3 separate regions of the Mus musculus genome follow, and regions 1 and 3 are each linked to region 2. Evidence: chromatin contacts called from public HiChIP or PLAC-seq and Micro-C data. All regions are on one chromosome and are shown on one strand. Each heading gives the region's core, a stretch centred on a gene start, on an enhancer-like site or on the middle of the called end of the contact. The rest is flanking DNA. Distances are from core to core; before and after follow the strand shown.

Region 1 (3,449 bases), core at 883-3,382, 66 kb before region 2:
GCCCTTGGAGAAAACAGCTCCGCTGTGGACAGAAACCACTATGTTTCTCTATAGATACTTAGTCACAGATTCAATTCAAGATCATCTTGGCATGTGGTGATCAGAACAGTTAAGTGGAGATGAGTGAGAGGAAGGAGGTCACTTGGTGAGCCCCAGGTGCCAACATGTGTTCTGCTTGCTTGAGAAACCCCTGCAGTTGCAAGGTGGGTCATGGTCCCTGTGTGGCTAGTGACATCACCAACATTGTGCAGCTTCAGAGGCCACTGAATGGAAGTGGAGTTGGGTTGAGTCTGGGGATGTTGCTCAGTGGTAGAGCGCATGCTTAACTTGTGTAAATCTCTACAGTCCTACCTTAGTTACAGTTTCAACTGCGATGATAAAAACACCATGACCAAGAGCAATTGGGGAGGAAAGGGTTATTTCAATTTAAAAACTCTCAGATCGTGTTCGGCCACTCAGGGAAGTCCGGGCAGAAACTTAGAGCAGGAACCCCAAGGCAGGAACTGAAACCAAAGCCATGGGGCGTTGATTACTGGCCTGTTCCTCATGGTTTGCTCAGGTCGCTTTCTTATAGCACCCAGGGCCACCATCCCAGGGTGGCATAGCCTACAGTGAGCCAGGCCCACCACTACTGATCATTAATTGAGAAAATGCACTACAGATTGTCCTAGAGGTCATCTAGTGGGAGCATTTTCTCAGTTGAGGTTCTGTCTTCCCAGGCACGTCTACGTTTGTCCTAAGTTGACATCAAACTGGCCAGTACACTTCCATTACCAGCATATCTTCCAAAATAAGATAAAAAGAAATAAATTGGCTTAAGTGTGTGCTAATAGGAGAAACTAAGGTCAAAGATGTTGTAAATACCATTGACTATTATCTAATACTCTTTAAAAAAAAAACACTCTCTGCAGCAGAGATCAAATTAGGGCAACTACTCCTTGAAAGCATGCATCTCCCTCATTTAGCCTGGCCACCTAGGTCTGGGTTAACTTTGTTGGCAGAGCTTTCTAAATTTTCTCTACTCCTGAACCCTTTTTACTAAGAAAATCCGACGTGACTTTATAGGTTTATAGAGTAGACATTTATCAGGAATTTACTGATAGCAAATCATCAGAAAATGTTCTTTAAAACAATCCTTTGATATACACAGATTTTTACCATTTTTCGAGGTTGATGGCAGGTTTGTTTACTAATGAGATTGCCGTGATTATTTTCACTCAGAGTTAAATCTTGGCTGAATGTTTGAATGTCTTCGGCATTTTTCATATCTGATAACTGTTTTCATTTTATCATTGTTCAGAATACCATGTTATCACATGATCACGTCGTATAAAAAAGCAGAAGTATGTTTACAAGTACTTACTTTGGAAACTGTTGGAAATTCTGTTCTAATCCTAAACCAAAATTCATTTAATGAATTTTCAAACCTGTTTTGTTTTGTTTTGTTTTTTGTTTTTTGTTTCCAAGACAGGATTTCTCCCTGTAGCTTGGCTGTCCTGAAACTCACTCTGTAAACCAGGCTGGCCTGGAACTCATAGATCCACCTGCCTCTGCCTCCTGAGTGCTGGGGTTAAAGGTTTGTACCACTATCTCCCAGCTTATTTAATGATTTTTAAGTCAGCAACTCAACATCAATGTGTACAATCAAAAGTTTTAACACAGTATAGTTTGAAAAGATGCTGGTTTGATGCCCATGCATTTGAACACACACATAAACATACACACACCTACAGAAAATCTTTGTTTTCCATAAGTAAGCTGTAATGTTTCTGTAAGAGCAGAAGGCTTGATATGAGTGGTTAATAAACAAGTCAAACACTGCAGTTTATGGTCTCAGCCATGCCATTTTAGACAAAGTCCTTCTCATTGCATGGCGTGGACAGCACATATCGTACGAAGTATGTGTGTTATATGTTAAGAACCTCTATCCTTAATTGTCTGGCCCCATGTTGGGCTCTGATCCACAGTTTAAGAAGTTGTGTCTTGGGCACAACTGTCTGTCTCTAGTCATTGCTGCCTCCCAGTGATCCGTCTCATCAGCAGCCCTTCCTGCATTACAGAACAGAGCCACCAGTAGACAGGAGGCAGCTAATGTTTAAGGAGGCTGCAGGTCTGGCTGCAGCATTTCCTGTCTTGCAGATTGATGGTGTCTAGCTCTTCGGCTGATGTCATCGTGCATCTGTGTTTCAGAGTGCGTGTAACAGGGGAGGAGGCTGGTTTTAACGAAGCAAACTCATTACCCCTTGAGGGAGGAAGGGGAAGCTCCTGGCTTCCTCCTGTTTGATTTGTTGGCTTCATGGGGGGGGGGTGGGGGGGACAAATGACTGTGTCATCCTATAGGAGAATGCTACTTTCTCTTTGACATATAAATAAACAGCCTTCCACGTTTGATTTGTTCATTTATTTTACCACTGCTGGAACTGTTAGTTTTTAAAAACCATGTCATGTTACTTTATTGTATTTTGACTTTCATTTTTGGAATGGGAAGAAGAGAACCAATAAATATGTCTCTGAGTTTTATTAGGTAAGAAGTGGAGGACTCTTAACTGCAAATGACCACTAGGAACCAGAGTCCTCTAAAGTCTGATAGATGAGCCAATAAACCAAACAAATCCCAGGGAGGAGGACAGGGGCTAAATTGTTTCTGGAAATATCTTTGTCACAAGGACTCACCTTGTATCCATTCATTAAAAGAAAGCATTAAAATATCCTCTCATCTCCTGTCCCCTTTATCTGTTAGAATGCAGGTAGTAATTAGTACCTCTGCTTATTTTTGTTAAAAGCATATGTCCGGCCTGCAGGTATCCAGAATATAGAAGTGTTAGGTGTTAGCTTTCAAGAGCTTCTAGATTCTTATTAACTTGAGTGGTGCCGAGACAAAAGTGTATTTGGCAACTGGTCCTAAGTCATGTGTATTTTCCCTCTTCATGGTCCTGGTGCTCAGGTTTTTGGAACTGGCATCAAGGCTCTTGTAACCTTCTGTTTTTCCAATCTGTCTGTCATTATCAGTTTGTCATTCCCAAACCTGACCTGAGCAGTGGGTGTCCAAGCCCATGCCAGGTAGCTACTTAGATAAAGGAATGGTTTAGGTAGAAGTCTCTCACCACTCTGTTGCTAGGTTACTGAACCCTGAAGAACTGGGCCCTAAACATATCGTTTATGCTCCAAATTTGTTATTTATGGTTGCAAGCAGATGCCGTTCATAATTGGGGGAAACAATGAGATATAGAATGAATAAAATGAAATAGTTGGACACAGTACCTCAACAGATAACTACAGGTGGGTGTCTAGGACATGTTCAGCGAAGGAGACTGGTTTGAAGTTACTGTTTATGCCCAGGGAGTTGTGGGCCACCTTTGCAGAGCTGTGAAGTTCATTCAGTCATGAACTTGAATCCTGTAACCAGAGCTAGTTGATGAGGCTGCAGTCTGGTGTTCCTGGGCTAGAGT
Region 2 (3,514 bases), core at 742-3,241:
CCCTTTCCTAGTTTCCCGTCCAAAAATCCCCCTATCCCCTTCCACCTCCCCCTGCTGCCCAACCCACCTACTCCCATTCCTGGTCCTGGCATTCCCCTGGCATTCCCCTGGACGCTCATCCCCTATGCCACTTGCAGCTGCCTAATTGAGCAGAAACCCCAGCCATTCTGGATCTTTGGTGGTGTGGAGATTGAGACATGCTGGCTTCCAGTCTCTAATAATAAACCACTTAGCTCCTTAGGAAGAAGTTTTTTTCTGCATCTCTGATAATGTATTGGGGTATAGAGCCTTCACAGGACCAAGGGCCTCTCCCCCCATTGATGACCGACTAGGCCATCCTCTGCTACATATACTACCAATCAAAGAAAACACATGGTGGAACTTGTGGCTCCAGCTAAGATCTTTTAAGATGAAAGGAGCCCGAGTCAGGGCGACTGGACTGGATGGCATTTCCCCCATTGGTTGAACACAATCGTCTAAGGACTTAGGAAAATCAGAGCTTTCCTACTTCATTGCGATCACATTCCTTGATAAAAGTTTTAGCCACTCAACCAAGAAGTACACATGGGCTGGTCCAAGGCCCCTGACACATATGTGGCAGAGAACTACCTTCTTTGGCCTCCATGGAAGAGGATGCACCTACTCCTGTAGAGCTTTGATGCTCCAGGGAAAGGGACTGTAGGGGGGAGGGTGCACCCTCTCAGAAGTGAAGAGGGAGAGGGTACAGAACTCTGGGAGGGGATACCAGGAGGGGGGAAACATTTGGGATGTAAATAAATAAATAAGAAAAACAATGTTAAAAAAAAAGTTTTGGCCAAATCTTTTCAAAATCTACTGCATCAACTTTGGGGATGGGAGGTTGAGAGGAGGTCTGAGCTAGTGCAGGGTAGACTAAAATTTGCTCTGTAGCCAGCATTTGCCTTGAACGCCTGATCTTCTTGCCTCTGCCTCCCAAGTACGGAGTTCATAGGCATGTGCCACTAGGCCTGGCTTATGTGGATTCCTTTGATCTTGGTAATTCACCTGTAGGCCTTATTATGTGTGGTATATTAGTTACTTGTTACTCTGTTAGGAGTTGCCATGGAAATTTAGCATAAAACAAGTACTTATTTCCTGTCATCGTTTCTGAGCTCAGGATCAGGGCAATTAGGTTCAAGTTCATGGTATTTCATGGGATTGCACTCGGCCAAGTGTCTAAGATACAAGTAGGGCTAGAGGATTCTATTCTAAGTTCCCTCATGGCTGTGTGGATGCTGCAACACCAACCTGTATGTGCTCATAGTAAAGCTGCTGGCTTCTGCCAGAGCATAATCCCAGAGGCAGAGCCTGCAAGCAAGAGAGCCCCCTGAGAGGGAAGCCTCCACCTTTCATTATCTCGGAGGTGGCTTGCCCACATTTCTACAACACATCATTGGTGACATAGGCCAGGCGATGAGAAGAGACTGCCCAAAGGTGTGACCTCTGGAGATTGGAATTTCAGGAGGACACTTGGAGATTTCAAGATCTCAACACAAGCCCCAGGGAAGCGCCACCAAGCCACATGGTCACCAGCCCATGAAATGATGGTGAATTATATTGTAGGCTCTGTTGCAACCTGTTAAGATCTGTGTATGCAGATACGAAAATATCTAAATTATACTAGTAAATAAAGAATTATGATAGGAAGTGATATATCACTGCCTGAATTTTACGTAAATTTTAAAATAGGTTCGCATGCAATCTGGTATGCTATTCTTTTAAGAATGGAAAACTGTTACCAGCAACTGGATCTTCCATCTCTTCCTTTCCCTGGTGAGGAGTTTTTAGAGCTTTGAAATTGAGGCAGCTCCCTCTGTAGGGATGGCTTATCCCCCTGTCTACTCTGAGCACTTGGGTCCTTCCCCCCCCCCCCCCCCCCGACACAGTTCTCTCCTGCTCCAGACTGAGGCCTGCAGGCAGATATGCTGAGGCTGTAACCATTCCCCCACCAGCCTCGGCTTCTCCTTGGCAGTGTGCCACTCAGTTTGCAGCCTGCATGACAGAGGAGCTCTGCCTTTATGTCCTCAGATAACTGGGCAGGAACTCTGGTCTCAACTCGTGTCCCCAGATGCCTCATCTATCTAGAGTCTCCTGAGTCACTGGAACTCTGTCTCGTTGGGCTCTGTCTCAGCTTGGGCACGCCGTCTAAAAGCCCCTTCAGCTCCAAGCTGGCGTTGAGGGACAGCCAGCCTGACTCTGCAGTTTTCTAGAAGCAGCATGTTTCCTTCCAGCCCTAGAGGGAAATGTTTGAATGAAAATTCTTCAGATTATGAACGGATAGATGCATCTGTTGGTCTGCCAGGTTCTCCTCACTGTCTGTGGGGTCCTCACTCAGTGGTGCGTATGTAAATCTAGGCATTTCCTTCGTGCTCCTTGTTGAGTATTTCTTTCAATAGAACGTCTCCATGGCCATCCTTTTCAGTAATGCATTCCTTAAATACACTCTTTAGCATTTTCTTTAACAGTGGCAGAGGTAATGACCAAAAAGCCTAGTTCCTGCTGTGGTGGCTCTTGGCTCTCCAGTAGGAAAGCCTGATGCTTTTCAGCTAACTATAAATGACTACCCAGCCCCTTAAGTGCTGGGAATGGAAAGGCTTGTTCTATATGCAAAGCTAGACCTGCAGGATCAATGCAAGATTATGTATTGCCTTTGTACAAATTAGGAAGGAAAATCTCCTCCGTGTGGACAAATTGCAAGGCAGCCTCCAGGTGTGTGCAGACTTGCTGGCAGAGTCTGGCAGGTTGCTGGCCCTTTTTCTAGTTCTCACAAAGACTTTCTTTTCTCCAGTTGGACACAGCCCAGTCCCAGCACTCGTATCTTAGCCTCTGCTTTAATGACAGCTTGTCCAGTTGATGGCCTAGCCCAGGTTCTGGGCACTGGCTGACCTGGAGGATCAGTGTAAGCCTACAAGGATCTCAGGATGAATTGCTAATAACTATAGCCCTTTAGGCAAAGGAAACTATACATCAGGAGTCAACAAAGTTGGGCCAGGGAGAGAGGTCACATTAGAGTGTTGCTGAATAAGCAGAAGGTCCTAAGTTGGGAGCCCCCAGACCGACATGAAAAGCCAAGTGCAGCAGGCAGTGTCTACAGTCCCAGTCCTAGGGAGGTGGGAACAGCAGGTAGCTTGCTCTTTGTTTTCCATCTAGCTCACTTCATGAGCTCCAGTTATAGTAAGAGACCCTGATATCAAAAGATAAGGTGGAGAATGATTGGAGACTCAGTGCATGTTTGTACAAGCATATGCCTAAACACACACATACACACACACACACACACACACACACACACACACACACGCAGGCCACCAAAGTAGGAGAAACCTTGAGCTCTTCCAGGAACTAAGTTTAGAGAAAAGCAAAGGAGGAAAAGATCTGGTTAGGGTCTTCTAGGACAAGGCTCCAGAGTGGCACTGAGCGTGCTCTTCATGGGCAAGCTAAGACATACAAGTAAAATGCTGTCCTTGTCTATAGAAGGGTCTGGCCTATGTAGCTT
Region 3 (3,132 bases), core at 628-3,127, 97 kb before region 2:
TTGAAAAACAACTCCTATTTTCTGGATTAGAATGAACTTTTCTTGCCAGTACTTGTTCTAGCAAGCGTGTTTACATGCTTATGTGGAAACCCTTATCACAGCCCCGTAAATGTTTGCATTACCCAGATATGCCCCCACAGCCCGAGAGTTCCTTGAGAACACAGGCCAAAAGAGGGGTTCAGTCTTACAACCCCCTCCTTTGCCTGATCCTGTAGAGAGGTCAGAGTATGCGTCAGTTGCATCTGGTGTTGAACATCCCTCCCAGATTCACGTCCTGGGCAGCTCTGCTGGTTTCCCTCTGGCGTCTTCCCCATCAAGATAAAGATCTTGGAAAGGACGGGGACCAAGGGCAGAGCCAAGGAAAAATGTGGCCTCGAGGAGTGCTTCCTCCACGTTATTATCAGAGCATGAATGAACTTGGTTGCTGTTATGTAATTGTGAACCCTCAGACCCGGTTGTGATTCTTGTCTTTCCATTCTGACTAAAAGGGCCAGGATTGATTGCTGCAGGGACTCTTCTAACACGGGGGGCCTTCTATCCCCGTATCTCTCAACCCCCCAGTTCTACACACACAGCCAATGTGGCCCCTCTCAGAGCCTGAATGATCTACTGCTCCCCTGCTGCTGTGATCCCTTCAGTTCCAGGCCCCATTGCAAAGGCTTGGACTTCTCCTTAGCCCGCCTTGTTGGTCTGGTATGCTTTGTTCCTGCCTCCTAGCCCTTTTCACCACCGAGCCTGACAAGCTTTCTTCTGGGACTGTCTTCTGCTAGCTTTAATTTTCTAACCCTGTCTTGATTCTTGGCTTTAGTGCTGTTTGGTTCCGGAAGTCTTGCCCGATGGCTTCTCTCACAGCATTCAGCACTATCCTTTCTTAACGCCGATCCATCTGTATGCTTCCTAATTCATTTAAGCCCTGTCTGTCCTCTTCTGTTGTTGTGTTAAATGCAAGGACCGTGGGAAGAAAACAATTTGCTGTGGATTAAGGTTCTAAAGGTCTAGATGTGCAGGTGAACAGGAAACTGATTGGCTATGCTCCAGACAAACCTAGGAAGCCGTGTAAGCTAACTGGAAATGGAGCAAGCTAAGGATTCTCCAAGCCCGTCCTTAGTGATGTCCTGCTTCCTTCTTCTAAAGGTTCCACAACTCCCTTACACATCAGCACCAACTGGGGACCACGTGTTCAAGCACATGAGCTGGATGGGGGACATTTCTCATTCAAAGAACAGCACTATCCCTTAGCTCCAAGTTTTCCCAGGAGAGGCCTTGTCTGTTTCCTAGCAAGACCTACTGTGTGCTCCTCACACAGTGGGCATGTCTCAGTTCCCCCATTCAAGTGGTCCTGAGGTCTGAGTATCTACCTGTTGACTTGGGTTCTTCACACAGATAAACCACTAGGGATATAACCTTTAGCCCAATGAGTGAATGGCCCTCTGGGAGTAGAGATGTTGGCTGAGGTATTCAAAGGGCTGGTACAGGTGTGTCAAGAACATTCTGTTTGAGCTGAGTTCGGCTTGTAACTTGCTATATAATGCTTCAGGTGTCAAGACTCTTGACACCCCAAGTGGACCAAACTCTTGCTGCTCCCTAACAGCTCTGTCAGAAGCAGGGTATATAAGTTAACTTGACATGATATTCTTAGTGAATCCCTGGGATTATAAAAATCTCTGCTAAAGTTCCGTTTTAGCTTTGACAGAAACCTGGCCACTGCCTTAGCTTTCTGAATCTATCCCCACTTGAAGAGAGAGAGAGAGAGAGAGAGAGAGAGAGAGAGAGAGAGAGAGAGAGAGAGAGAGAAGAAAGCTGACCTGTCAACTCGTGTTTGCAGCAGCTTTGTGAACTCTGTGTTTCCCCAAAGATTCCCACAGAGGCTCCGAGGGCGGGATCTCCTCCTCTGTCCTCTACTGCCTCCCACCCCTCTTAGATGTTTCTTGTTGTTTTCCCTTGTTCTTTTCACTGGCAAGCCAGGGAGGGAAGTATTTTAGGGTAGGAACCAGAGTGCCGAACCTGGAGGCCTGGCGGTCTCTTCAGCTGGGTGGCGGTGGGCAAGCCTTCCCTTCCATCTGTTGATAATAGAGTTGATATGAGCGAGCTATCTCTGTGCAGCTTGCTGCCCCAGGCCGCCCCACTTCCTGCTGTCACAACCTTCCAGCTGCAGAATACAGGCCGACAACTCTTCTGCAGCAGTTTAAGGCTTACATAGCGTCCCTTTCCCATCTCACCTGTCACCCTTGATGGCAAAGGTTGCCTTTCTTTTCCTTCAGCCTTCCTGCCTCTTTCTCCTAGCTTTGGCTTATTTTGGGGAGTGGCCACGCTAACTGTGTACAGACTTGGGTCAGACTTGGAAATGGCTTTGTCCCCCTCATTCAAAGCTCACTGACTTAACTAAAACGACATTGGGATGCTCAGATTTAAATTCTGCCCCAGCTAGCTGGCTTTGGGTAGGATCCTTCAGCTTCTTGAGTTCCCCTTCACCTTCCTTATCTATAAAATAGGAATGATAACAGACCCCACTTCTGCGGAGCCTGTGAGGAGTCAGTAGCCCAGAGGTCGGTCATTTAGTGGCGTTGAGTGGCTTTTCAGTGTTAGCCACTTCAAATGCTGGTTTCTTCCGATGTCAACCCCAGCAGGCCTACACTGTGTCCTTTAACTGGCTCAGACAGTATGTCGCCGTGCGTAGGGAACTGTGACTGAGACTTTGCAGGTCAACAGATTTGCTACGTGAAGAACAGGTCTGCAGTGGGCAGCTAAGGAGGAGAGCATGGAAACCCAGGCCCGGAGGAAAGATTCTCTTTCCGAGTAGGTGCAAGAGGTGGTCTGTAGGATCAGGGCCTCTGCAGATGGGGAGGGGAAAGACAGTGCTTGGACAAGGCAGACTGCATCTCATGTGTCAGAGTTAATAAAGTCTACACACCCGTTTAACCACATGCGCCCTTGAGTTGTGTTAGTATTTTCCAGGCATCCATGTAAGGACTTATTTATATTTATTTTTGTTGCTTCAAGACAGTGTCTCCTGGAGCCTACGCTGGTCTTGATTTCCTATGTAGCCCTTAGTTCCTTGTTCTCCTGCTTTCTGGCTGCAGCTTCTTCCAATATGATTGCGTCTGGAGATAATTGTTCCTTCCTAGGGACATA

Evidence for each region. Hi-C and Micro-C count contacts between places; a contact is called where the count stands out from the background. HiChIP or PLAC-seq counts read pairs in DNA pulled down with a chosen protein or histone mark.
Region 1: an H3K27ac HiChIP or PLAC-seq map of the HPC-7 cell line shows a contact between it and region 2, with 7 times the contacts expected there. The contact joins two enhancer-like sites. A contact is called at or near these places in 15 of 484 Hi-C or Micro-C datasets (the G1E-ER4 cell line, the HPC-7 cell line, the N1E-115 cell line and 9 more), 3 of 115 datasets of contacts at active chromatin or transcription factors (CD8 T cells, the HPC-7 cell line and embryonic stem cells) and 2 of 9 other capture datasets (bone marrow-derived macrophages and liver).
Region 3: a Micro-C map of the G1E-ER4 cell line shows a contact between it and region 2. The contact joins two enhancer-like sites. A contact is called at or near these places in 4 of 484 Hi-C or Micro-C datasets (ECoMG-derived neutrophils, the G1E-ER4 cell line and epidermal suprabasal cells), 3 of 115 datasets of contacts at active chromatin or transcription factors (the NIH/3T3 cell line, embryonic stem cells and fibro-adipogenic progenitors) and 2 of 9 other capture datasets (adipose tissue and liver).

The regions. Positions count from the first base shown.
Region 1 is chr1:152,018,079-152,021,527 of GRCm38.p6, reverse strand. All of the region lies in intron 1 of 1700025G04Rik (RIKEN cDNA 1700025G04 gene), which reads left to right. Among named protein-coding and RNA genes, the nearest start is that of 1700025G04Rik, 71 kb to the left of the region's middle. Within about 2 kb of position 2,132, at least 112 of the 459 cell types and tissues checked have an H3K27ac peak or open chromatin away from gene starts, as enhancers often do. A contact at or near this core is called in the G1E-ER4 cell line, the HPC-7 cell line, the N1E-115 cell line and 2 more, where this site is marked.
Region 2 is chr1:151,952,303-151,955,816 of GRCm38.p6, reverse strand. The region is part of intron 3 of 1700025G04Rik (RIKEN cDNA 1700025G04 gene); the gene reads left to right. Among named protein-coding and RNA genes, the nearest start is that of 1700025G04Rik, 140 kb to the left of the region's middle. Within about 2 kb of position 1,991, at least 79 of the 459 cell types and tissues checked have an H3K27ac peak or open chromatin away from gene starts, as enhancers often do. A contact at or near this core is called in the G1E-ER4 cell line, the HPC-7 cell line, the N1E-115 cell line and 2 more, where this site is marked.
Region 3 is chr1:152,049,201-152,052,332 of GRCm38.p6, reverse strand. The region is part of intron 1 of 1700025G04Rik (RIKEN cDNA 1700025G04 gene); the gene reads left to right. Among named protein-coding and RNA genes, the nearest start is that of 1700025G04Rik, 40 kb to the left of the region's middle. Within about 2 kb of position 1,877, at least 13 of the 459 cell types and tissues checked have an H3K27ac peak or open chromatin away from gene starts, as enhancers often do. A contact at or near this core is called in the G1E-ER4 cell line, where this site is marked.